2 separate regions of the Anas platyrhynchos genome follow, and region 2 is linked to region 1. The links are chromatin contacts, called in public Hi-C maps. All regions are on one chromosome and are shown on one strand. The core of a region is the stretch at or near the end of the contact, and the rest is flanking DNA. Distances in the headings are between cores, read along the strand shown.

Region 1 (3,027 bases), core at 44-2,543:
TAACCCCTGAAGAGCATCCTGTTGTCCTCACACAAAGCTCTGGGGTGTCCTCTGGTCTCTTCTGAGCCTCCTGACACCCAACTGGACCTCCTGCAGAGATAATAGGAGAATGTTTAAGAAGGGCAACTGCTTCAGTAAACAGCTTAAAATGCTTAAGCAAACCACTGACACCCCTGATATCTCAGGCAAGATAGCTCATCCTTCAAATGGCTTTTTATGGCTTTATGGCTGAAATTTGATATTATTTGAGGAAATGCACTGCACAGATCTTGCACCCACTTCACTTTGCAAAAAAATGAGAAAGTAAAAAATATATTTAGAATATGAACAGCTATTACGCAGAATAACATAGAAGTAAGAATCTGCGCAGATAGGAGAAAAGTTCGTCCACCCCCCAGTCTCTAACCTCATCCCAGCACAAACATACCATAGGCCTCACCAGTACAAACAGCTGCTCACCTCCAACATAACAGCATATTCAACTCCGAGAAAGAGGAGCTTGTTCCACATCAGGGTCTCACAACAAGAAACCTGGTTTGACACCCTAGCTCCTTTGACCAGGAGTAAGGTAGCAAAAAACTAGAAGCTTACACACCATCAGAATAACCCATGGGCCAGCAGCTCCGCAAACTGGCTTAAAACAGAGCTCCTGGGACCATTGGCAGGGCTGGTGAGGCCCCAGGTGAGGCTGGTCAAGGCCATCATGGCCTGTGAGTCAGTATGGCACTGTGCAGATGGGAGTTTCCTCTAGTGGTCTTTGTCATTAGGTACAAGGGTTTGTGGCTGTTTCATTCCTCAGCAGAAACTTCTCATTAAGTCTGAGAAACAGCCTCCTTAAAGAACTGGAATGTTTAAAATTTTAGAGAGAAAGCTTCTTCGTCACTGTACACCAAGCAAAAGAAGGAAGGTAGCGTTAATTCATACATTTGCCATAAACCACAGCTCCAAGAGTAAGAATTAGGTCTTCAGACTCTGTGACGTGCTCCAGAAGGGAAATATCACTAACTGCAAGGCTTGTAAGTCTTCTGTAAACACTTCTTCCTACCACCCAAGCATCAAAATAGCTCCTAGATTGAATAGCAAATAGCAGGTGGCAGCAAAGATCAAAGAAGCTGGCAAGAGAGAAGAGAGAATTTTCTCACAGACGGAGAAGGTGTCAGAGAGGAGCTGAAGCTTCTCCATCACTGCAAGGACAAAGCCACATCTCACAGAAGCTGTGGAGAGCTGCAGCCCATGAGCCAACCCCCAGCTGACAGCATTTAGGAATACCCCAGGGAACTGCAGCCACATAGCTAATTACTTAATGGTCTACAGAACATCTTCTGCCTTGCCTAAAGCACCTCCTGCTGCTGCTTGGGTGGGACAGGCAGCTGGATAGACTTTGTACCTGATCTTGCCTGTGTTGTGTCAGTCTTCTTGTCATCTGCCCTGGATGAGAAAGTTAATGACACAACTGTGTGGAAGAGCTTTCTGAGGAACATGGTGGTTAAGAGCAGTTTTGTGCCTCTGTATTTTCTCCAGCAAATGTACCTGTTTCACATATCTAGGCCCAAGGGAGTGAAACGCTACAAAACCAAAAGTCAGGCCACTATTAGAGCTCTAAAGTGAGCAACACCCAAACATATATTCAAATACATGCTCTCAAACATGTTAGTCAGAATTTCTGGCCTGTTACCATGTTTTTAGGTAGATTATAATAATACCTAAGAGCTTCACCCCTCATATATTGTATGGGAGGTAGAGGTGGGAAAGTCAATGGATTTCTCTACCTTGCCTTTAAGTTTTGCTTTATCTGCTCACTCAAATGGAGCTTTTTCCTGCATTCCTTTTTCCTCATGTAGAATATTGAAAACCAGAAACCCTGACAATCTATTTGTGTCCTCACCTATAGGACCAGTGTTTTAAAATGCAAAGTAATGAATCTATGGCTGCACCTTTAAAGAAAAACCAACAACGCAGCACTCAACCACTCATAATTAAACACAAAATGATTGCCATCACACACACAAACTTTTACTGTATGTTAGGGACATAGTTCTTTCAGCTGCTAATAGGCAAAGGCCATATATCAGAGGGTAATGTAATCACACCCACAGAACTGTGATGTTACAGCAGCACAGCAGAGGACTTACTGTTGAAATATAAAGCTGACTGATTCTCCATTTCACTTGAAGGTTCAGCCTGTCTGTGCCTTGTGAATGCTTCAGCTAATCCTACTGCCTAGCCAAGGCTTTAGATCCTGAATTTTTTATTCAGGAAGCATATCCTTGCATTGTTCCATCCATCACACCCCAGTCTGTAATGGGTAGACCATTAGAGTAGTGTGGAACGGCTATGAATAAATCATATACCACAGTCAGACGTGTTATCGTGATGTGCCGTTGCCTTGTCTTGCTGCAATCCACGTTGCTGGTAAGCTCAGTGCGTGCTGCGGACCTAAACAGGAGATCTGCCACCTCGGGAGAGGCCAGGAGTGCAGCAGAGGGTCAGGGCATGAAAGGATGCCAAGGGCAGGCAGAGACATCAGCCCCAGGGCAGGAATCCTGCAGCAGCAGGCAGGAGCGCTGCCCAGTTTAAAGGAGGCTGCTACCATCTGCTGGAGAGACTGCAAATACTCAGTGGAGAAGAAGAAACCAGAAGTTTATTTGGTCATTTCGGGCAGGAGCTGGAATACACCTCTCCGCATGTGGTGAGGCAACAGAAAGCAGGCGAAATGCCTCCTAATATTTGGCTCTCCCCTTAAAACACAGGTTTCTGGAACTGCTGGCAGGGAGGGTCTTAGGCGTTTCTATCATGGCTTTCAGAAAGGAATACCTGTAAAAACAAGTGCAAACGAAAAGCCTCAAATACGCTTCTGACTGTGAATTTGTCTAAGCTGAGCACATGACTGGAGCACTGGACTCTTCGCTTGGTTATTTGGGATTGGCAGAGCTGCTATAGAGACTTGAACTGTGGCAATAAATGTCAGTGAGATCACTGCTGAAGTTATGTCCATGCTTTGGATAAGCCATGAAGCAGCAGCCTCCT
Region 2 (3,059 bases), core at 107-2,606, 160 kb before region 1:
AAGGAATGGGGACAGATACACAACAAATGGAAAATCAGGTTTCAGAGAATTACAGTCATATGAAGCTTGTTGACAGGAATAGCAAAAAGCATCTCGTGAAGTTTCAGAAGTTCAACTCATACCTCACAGACGTGTTGACGTGGGATCTTCCACAGCTGCTAGGAGCACCAGGACATTGACAAGGGACTCCAGTGAGAAGAATCCACATCAGTGTGTTCACCCCCAGCCTTCATAAAAATAATCTATCAGCCACGTGCAAGACCACTATAGCATGCCAAACAAACACATAGCACAGGTCACCCCCTGGTGCTGGTAACAAAGCCAAGCAAGGAACGTGATTTTCATGTCTCACAATGGTCCTGTTTTGATTGAAGGCATCGGTTACAAGTAGAAACAGAAGAGGTTAATGTCCAGTAGCTGTTAGCGTAGGAAGATGAGCAGCTAATCTAGGTCAATTAGGACGCTGTACATTAACCCTGCGGCAGGTCAGTGCTACTGTCAATGAGACGGCACTGGTGTGAAACTGTGTGTTTTCTGCTTCCAAGGGCTATTCATGGGTCAGCAAACACACCAGAACAAAGCAGCGCCTGTGATATTGGCAGAGAAAGCACATCTGTTATTGCTCATTCTTTGAAAAGGTTAACGTGAAGGAAGAAATAAAGAAACCAGATAAAGACTGAGCAAGAACCATATTTGGAAGAGTTCCAGGCAAAAAAAAAAAAATCTTCCTTAGGAAATGCTGGCCATTGCTGCCTATGTTGTATAGAATGGGCATCAAGTAGGCAACTAACCCTGACTGCAGGCCTGAGTCAGGGACTCGCATGTTCACTCAAATCCTCACAAGCACTTTGCCAAAGTCCCTTGCTGTTTTTGTTTTCTACCATGACACTTATTTACCATAAAAGTGTGTGATTGTACTTATTGCTTAAGTAATTGTTGCTTACAGACTACTTCAACGTGAAGAGGGGGCAGGAGTTTATTGTATTTGCAGCACAGAACAAACATTTATTCATAAAGCATTACTATCATCAGTTGCAGCCACTTGGGTTTTCTTTTATGAAGAAAAGGACGCTAGTTGTCAAACAATGACTAGGGAGATAAGTGACCTATAAAAAATTTACGTGCATAAATCATAACCACACAAATACAGCTGGAGTAACTGTGTATGAACATAGTGTCCAATCACCTCAAAAACATCTCACCATAACTGCTCACAAATGATTAGTTCTCGATTTAGACTAGTAATATAAGGACACAGTGCTTCACCTAACGAAGCCTGCTTGTACAGACATGGGTGACTAAGCAAGCACTGACAAAGCCTCGACAGCAAACCTGCCCCCTTGCAGGCTCTGCCTGATGTGCTAATGCTTTTCTTACTCGTGGTACACAGGTGCCACCTCCTGGCTGTTTTGATACCTCAGACAAAAGTCTGTATCAAGCACTGAACGAGTGAGCATATTTCTTAGAGAGCAGTTCATCTACATGATGAAATACTTTAGTCCTTACTTTAAAATTTCTCCATTACCAGCTAAAAAAAAGAATATGCAGCTCTGCATGGGGACATTCTCACACCTGACGGGCATAAGTACGTGACAGACAAGTGACTGCATGATTCCCAGCAGTGCCCCACAAGGTACACTCAATCCCATCTCCCCAAGCCAGCCACAACTTCAGAACTCCATTTCCTCCCAGCCTGCTTCATTACCTCGAGCCAACATGCTGGGGCCCCGAGGACAAGCCATTATTTGATCGCAACTACCAGATACAGCTACAAAAGCTGAACACCTTTTATAACAGATGCATACTACTCATCAGGTGCAGATGCTTAGAGGTGTTTATTTGGCAGAAAGCTGCAAGGATCTGCTTGTTCTGAGCCTAGACTTTGCTGAAACACCTTTCTCAGAGTTATCACACCCTCCCAGCTTTATACACGCCTCATTGTCTGTACCATAGAAAAGCACAGGTCAGGGGGCCAGGTAATTTCAAGTGAAGCCCCCTGTGCTGGGTGATCACACTTGAAGTGGAAGGGCTGAGCAACTGTCCAAACCCAACTATGTCCTGTGAAGAGGCCCATAACCCATATGTGGGTGAGCAGAGACAGGCCCCTAGTGGAGCAGACAGGGCCTAACACTTTAGGGCAAGCACAAAGATAGGAATGAGTGGGCCCATACAAGCTTCCTGCAGTTCCACATGGCCCATGAAGGGCTAAAACCCCAACTTACCACTGTGGCCTAATGACAGAGGCAAGAATCACACCCACGGTTTTGAGGAAGACCAGAGAACCAGTCAGGATTGGGTACAGAAACCTTCATCTAGTCTGACAAAGCCTAGGAGGTCATTCCTTTCTATGATTTCTATGGCAGCTTTGATTTTTTCTTTTTCCCCTTAAGAATCCGCAGAGAATTTTAACAGACTTGGAGATCTATCAGACGTACAGGAACTAAATCTGTACTCCTTACCGAGGGAAGCCTAGTTTCAATGCAGCAAGCTCTGAGCTCTGATGAAGCCAAGTACTGTGGATATATTCCAGTGCTGATCAGGAGAGGTTTGCCTATCAGACGGGTGCTGGATAAACATGCAGTAAAATGCCAGTTCTGCAGCTTTTCATCCACTGAGCTTCAACCACTAGATGGCATCTGCGTGCTAGAGCAATTACAAAAACGTCAACTGGACGGGGTCCTTTTCGTAACTGCCTTTAAATAGAATTAGTACAAACAAGAGATTCAAGGAATAGGATGTATTTTCTTAATCCTAACTGGTAAAGGCAAGACAAAAGCCTCCAAGACCAGCATATCGGTTGCTTGTTGTTGTACCTCAAGGTAAGAGCCTTAAGTAGGAAAGGAATAAGGTGTTTACTATCAATCCTTCAACAGACTGGGGCCTTCAGCCTTGCAGCCCACGCTCTTAATAAAATCTATTTTCCTAGAGATGTGGTAAAGGTGTAATTAAGATATCCATTAAAACGTAATTCTCGTAACGTGTTCCCTCTCCCAGCATTTCACAGAAATTGCACATTCTATCTTGGATGAAGGTGCAAAAGCTTGCTCAGGAATAGCAAC

What was found. Hi-C and Micro-C count contacts between places; a contact is called where the count stands out from the background.
Region 2: a Hi-C map of subcutaneous adipose tissue shows a contact between it and region 1, with 5 times the contacts expected there. The contact joins the enhancer-like site here to the promoter of PLB1 in region 1. A contact is called at or near these places in 6 of 8 Hi-C or Micro-C datasets (F1 follicle, F5 follicle, liver and 2 more).

The regions. Positions count from the first base shown.
Region 1 is chr3:38,531,466-38,534,492 of IASCAAS_PekinDuck_T2T, reverse strand. PLB1 (phospholipase B1) reads right to left here and starts at 1,293. Exons shown (of 60, transcript XM_072035722.1): 1 at 460-1,293; 2 at 32-90.
Region 2 is chr3:38,692,173-38,695,231 of IASCAAS_PekinDuck_T2T, reverse strand. No RefSeq gene overlaps it. Among named protein-coding and RNA genes, the nearest start is that of PPP1CB, 36 kb to the right of the region's middle. Within about 2 kb of position 1,356, at least 4 of the 8 cell types and tissues checked have an H3K27ac peak or open chromatin away from gene starts, as enhancers often do. A contact at or near this core is called in subcutaneous adipose tissue, where this site is marked.